Linked DNA regions of Gossypium hirsutum: region 2 is linked to region 1. The links are chromatin contacts, called in public Hi-C maps. All regions are on one chromosome and are shown on one strand. The core of a region is the stretch at or near the end of the contact, and the rest is flanking DNA. Distances in the headings are between cores, read along the strand shown.

Region 1 (2,964 bases), core at 143-2,642:
GTCTGCTTACAGTCTACCCATGGAAAGTCCAAGGACTATTTTATGGACAATACTAGCATGCTTTCATATCATATTCAATCACATTAGCTCACATGCTACCTACTTTGCAATCACGTCCAGTGTCCTCAAAAAAAAAAAAATTCTAAGTACATGTAAAATCTAAACATGAAATTTTTTAAAAATTGAACACAAATTACTAAATATAAAAAACATGCATGAAACATTCCAAAATCCCCCCACACTAAAATCAAACATTTTCTTCAATATTTAAAAGTATAAGGAAAAGGTTGATTAAATCTTAGTTCGACTGGCATCGGCATTGTTGTCAGTGCAAGAGGATATAGGTTCGAGCACGTTGCAGCATATTATCCTCTTATTTAAAAATTAGAGAAAGGTCTCTCGATTTAAGCTCGAATCTATAAATAAAGACAACTACTTCTCCACAAATGATTTGGACAATTTTTTACTCCAAACATGTGGTAAACCTATAAAGATTCAAACAAAACAAGACATAATAAAAATTCTAATTTTAAAAAATATATAATATCCTAAATAGTTATTACATGCCCCTAAAATAAAAATAAAAGTAGAATTTGATCCCTCCAAAATTTAAAATTAAAAATACTCTTTTGAAGCTTAAGATTGTTTTGGGCACAAAACTCCTTCACCATTATTATCCTTCTCAAACAAGGACGTATTCGCCAAATCTACCAATATTTTTTCATGATTCTTGTGAAGGTCTGGCTCGTTCCCATCTCTATCAATTCTCTTTGATGCTTCTCACAAGATCTTTTTATTATGTACATAGTAAATTCTCTAATTGTCTTTGATTTTGCTTCTCCATGATGAACTTTATTCTCTTTTTTGGGGAATAAGTCTCCGATACTCAATTGAAGATATTATTCTATTTGGAGGTTTTGCTTCTCGTACTTCAAAGAGAATTCGAAGGGTTCACGGAGTACAAAGAACACATCGATTAATATAGATATAACCTATAAGCTCAGAGAGAGGTTTCAATATTGTTAGAAATATTAATAATGCAAAATGTGCCTGTGAGAGATTGAACCATCAATGAAGGCTTATATATCTTACCTTAGCATACTTAGGCAACCCCTACGCTCTATGAACCCTTCAGGCTCTCCTCGAAGTGCAGGAGACAAAATCCCCACTTAGGACGCCTTCTATTGAGGCTTTGAGACTTATTCCCCTCAACACCCACTTTATAAAATGATGATATTTTAATTAGATATTTTAATCAGTTTTTTAACATTTAAAGGATTAAACTGATAAATAAATTTTTTTATAATATTTGAGACTGAAGTGGGCAAAAAAATTTAAACCCAAGGTAAGAAAATGATATAAGACTGTATTAAGTCAAGATTAAATTATAAACGCGCAGAGTAAAAGAGAAAAGAAATTGAAATAAATAAAATAGAAGCGTAAGAAGCGCAAGAAGCGCGTATGCATTCTCAGCCAGCCTGTGGGTTCAGAGGAAAGCCGAAATCCAATTTATATTATTAGTATTATTATTTATTATTATGAGACAGAAGAAATAACAGAACTCCCAATTTTCTTTTCCCCTTTTTCTTAATTCTAGAATCTCCGCCATGAACAACGGTAACAATAGCAACAGTTCCGATCCCGATCGCCCTGTCCGTGTTTACGCCGATGGGATCTACGATCTCTTCCACTTTGGCCACGCTCGCTCTCTCGAACAAGCCAAGAAATCGTCCGTTTTAATCCCTTCTCTCTCTCTCTCTCTTCTATGTTTGATTTTATTACTTTTCTGGGTATCTTTCGAATTTTCCCGTGATTAATGGATTTCTTTCAAAATCTTCATGTTTGGGTTATTTTTTATCTGTGTAACTTTTCTGGGTTTTTTTTAATGTCAAGTTTTTTTGAATTTTTATTATGTTTGTTTGCATAAAATATGCTTTTGCTTGATGTTATTTATGCACAACTGCATGCTTGGATTGCTTTTTCCCTGATTATGCAATTCAATTTTGTGAGATTTTAGGTTTCCCAATACGTATTTGCTGGTTGGGTGTTGCAATGACGAAACAACACACAAGTACAAGGGCAAAACTGTTATGACCGAATCAGAACGTTATGAATCCCTTCGCCATTGCAAGTATAACTCTCAGCCATCTCTGTTTATTTTACTGAAAATATTATAAAAAAAAAAGATCACCAAGGATGCATATTTGAGGTATAGTTTGGTTGCTGCTTTTGCTACTTGAGTTTTGCTTTTGAGAGTTTCAAGCAAAATTTTCCTTTCGTTGTAAAAGTAGTAGATTTGAAGAATTAAAATTGTAAAATTTTTGGATTAGGCTTAATTTTACTATTCAACGGAATAATTATGTTAGAATTTGATGTTGTGTTATTTGTTCTCTTTTAATCAATTATTGCTTTTAGGAAGTAAAATCTTGGTATATTTCCTTTAGCAAAGGCTGCAATCTAGTGGAACCTGAAATATAGATTTACTTAACTTTTTGTTTACACTTTGAAGTAAATCAGTTTTCTTCTCTTATAATAAGATTTTTCATTTTTGATTTGCAAAATGTGAATTAACTATGTTCCTCAAAATAACTGTTAATTCATTTAGTGAAACCTTAAATATAGATTCACTTTGAAGGACTTCGTTATTTATTTTGTTACAGGTGGGTTGATGAAGTCATTCCTGATGCTCCGTGGGTGATCGATCAAGAATTTCTGGATAAACACAATATTGACTATGTGGCTCATGATTCACTTCCGTAAGGATAGACAATTCTTGCTTTGAGATTAAATTATTAATGTTGACTGCGGGGATGCTAAGAAAATAAACATATAAATAAAAAAACCATGGCCTAATTGTATAAAATTTCCTACTACTTTCTAGTTCTTGCCCCCGTTAAACTAAGAGTTCCAGATAAATATGTAAATACCCAGCATTAAAATATTCATGTAGTCTTTACACTTTGC
Region 2 (2,964 bases), core at 204-2,703, 170 kb after region 1:
TCAATATTATACATCCATAGTGGAGCAGGGTGTGCCAATTGTGAAACAATGATAGAATTAGCAATATTCACCTCTGATAAGTGCTAAAAGTAACATATTTTAGTCTCATTCTTAATGCGTTTTTGGGTGATTATTCGATGCTGATAGTGAATTTTCTGCTCCTAATCTTTTAAATTCATGTTTTTATACTTAGGAGAGCATTTAGGAGCCAAAAGAGCGAAAAACAAGTGAAAAAAATCGGAGCAAGTTACAAGAGCCACATGGGTTGACCATTTCCACATGACCGTGTGAGCCACTCAAGCTGCCACACGGCCATGTGGAAGGTTGTGTTGATTACATGGATTTGCATCCTAAACAGCAAAAAAATACAATTTTTAGGTTTTTCGAACATTCTAAGATGTATATATGACAAAAATAAGAAGATAGGAGAGAGCTGTCATAGAAAATTCAATAAAAAAACTCGAAAAATATCATTGAAGTTGATTCTGAAGTAGATTTCTGTCAAGATTGAAGATTCCCAGTTGATTTCTCAGGAGATTATAATGAGTTTCTTTATTTCTTTCTGTTATACTGTCTCTTGGAAGTTTTTATTTTCAAGCATGGACTAATTTTCTAAATATATAAGGGAGATGAACCCTATGATGAATTCTATCGTTTGATTTTTGTTTTACACAATAAATACTTAGATCTTGTTCTCAATTATGTGTGCTTAATTCTTGGTTTGATATTTCTAGACTATTGATTCATGTTTGATGTGCCTAAATCATAAGAGGAATAGACTTTGTTTAAGAGTAGATCTAGCGTAATTGAGTGGAGTTACATACAATCCTAGAAATAGGACGATATAAATCTACTGGATTAGAGTCAAATCTTATAGGGAATCCATAGACCAAGTTAATGCGATAATAGGGGTTTTAATTAGAAGGAAATTTCAATTAATCAACCTAGAGTCAGCTGCTCTTACTCTAGAAAGAGATATTAGCATAATTCAGGGATTTTTACGGATCAAGATGCTAAGTGAAGAAATTGCGTAATTTAGATTAATAGTGACAAATGAAGTCTAAGTGAATTCTCTTCTGGGTATTGTTTTGCTTTTTGGTTGTTATTCAATTATTCTCCTAAATTGTTCTTTGTCGCGTTCGTTAGCAATTAATTCAGTTAATTTTAGTTTTCAATCAATCATTCGAATTTATCGATCAAATAATAGAAAGACAATAATTACTAGTATTTTTACTCTTCGTGAAAATAATATATTTACTCACTATAATTATACTATTAATTTAAGATTTTTAGTTAGTTTCCCCGACAACAGCGTCAACCTCTAACCCGTTCCATTCCATCCCTAAATATAAAGAAGTAAACATCACATCCTTAAATGTTTGAGTTACTTAAAGTCAATTATAAACAAGTATATTTAAATTCAATTATTAGTCGCTTTTTAAAACATTCCCCAATATCCTAAACAGTAAATGCAATTTATTTTCATCGGATGCTTAATGAATATCAAATAAGTAGTATTCTTTGTCCGAGTAGAAAGCAAGCAAAAACAAAAGGTGAAAACCCTCCAATTTTCCCCATGCCCAAGCAAGCATATATTCTACCAAGCTAAAAGAAATAATTAGAATCTGGTTACAGCATTGATTGCCTTTGAATCTTCTTTAGTTTCCCTATGTTAACGGTTCCCCTTTCTGCCCCCACCTTGTTTCACTCCTTTTTCCTCCTCCCTGTCCACCAGATGTCCTTTGCCACTCTTCTTCTTATATATTTATTCAACCTGGATCATCCCCCAACCCTTGCTCATCTCTGTTACAACCCTAGCCATGGAGTCAAGGCCCCACTGTTTAAGCTTTCTCTATGCAGTCCTAATCATTTCAGCCTCCATTCTCTTCACTCACTCTGGTATGTAAATTCCTTTGTTTTCCCATTCTATTCATTTTCAATTGATGGATTGAATGAATGTACTTCGTATGATTTGTTGTTTCTTTTGTGTGCAAATTCTGTAAAGATGCCAGACTCATGGTTCATATATGGAAGAAGGACCAAGGCTCAAACCTCCATGAAAAGCTAAAAACAACGGATCGTATCGGCTTCGATGGTGATCCATATACCCTTGACTCACCTTTCTACCTACCACATTCTGACTCATTATCACCACTACTTCCTCAGCCTGACCACTCTCCTCCATTTACCCCACAATCGCCTTCCAACCCTCTGCCACCTCCGGCGAGTTACGGCCTACCAACACCTCCACCACCGAGTAACATCATCCACAGCCCACCAACACCTCCACCACCGAGTAACATCATCCATAGTCCGCCAGCAAATCCACCGGAAGCAGCTTCTCCCGAGCATGGGTTCAATCCACCTAGCATTTTCTCAAGTCCACCTCAACATCAACCTAACCCACCAAAAAATGTGTCAACGCCCCCTAAGCAAGTTCCAGGCCAACCCATTCCTGAACCGCCGGTGCTGAACCCACCACCTCGTTCTACTCCACACAAAGGGTCACGATCTGGTACTTGGTGTGTGGCTAAGCCAACAGTGCCTGATTCATTGATCCAAGCAGCCATGGATTATGCATGCGGGTCTGGTGCAGATTGCAAGTCGATTCAACCCAACCAGGCTTGCTTCCAACCCAACACGATGATCTCTCACGCATCGTATGCTTTCAACAGCTACTGGCAAAACAAAAAGGGAAGCGGTGGCACTTGTGATTTCGGAGGAACTGCCATGCTTGTTACAGTTGATCCTAGTAAGTTTCTGAATCTGAACTTCCCCAATATGCGAAAAAAAATAAACTAATGAATTTCTCATTTTTAGTAACAATTTTTTTTGCAATGAAAAATGACAGGTTTCGGTAAATGTCAGTTCAGCAACAACTGATCGTCCATGAGCACACAAAAGAGCCATTTGGAAGACCAATTATTCAAAGTTTGAACGAGCAGTTTGCCTTACATATAGCAA

What was found. Hi-C and Micro-C count contacts between places; a contact is called where the count stands out from the background.
Region 2: a contact with region 1 is called in a Hi-C map of leaf, with 2.8 times the contacts expected there. The contact joins the promoter of LOC107954869 here to the promoter of LOC107954865 in region 1. A contact is called at or near these places in 19 of 34 Hi-C or Micro-C datasets (anther, callus, cotyledon and 4 more).

The regions. Positions count from the first base shown.
Region 1 is chrD07:49,857,876-49,860,839 of Gossypium_hirsutum_v2.1, forward strand. It overlaps LOC107954865 (choline-phosphate cytidylyltransferase 1), which reads left to right and starts at 1,393. Exons shown (of 8, transcript XM_016890553.2): 1 at 1,393-1,729; 2 at 2,018-2,131; 3 at 2,661-2,756. The coding sequence starts at 1,608.
Region 2 is chrD07:50,031,927-50,034,890 of Gossypium_hirsutum_v2.1, forward strand. It overlaps LOC107954869 (neural Wiskott-Aldrich syndrome protein), which reads left to right and starts at 1,454. Exons shown (of 3, transcript XM_016890556.2): 1 at 1,454-1,899; 2 at 2,006-2,752; 3 at 2,852-2,964. The coding sequence starts at 1,821. The coding sequence ends at 2,883.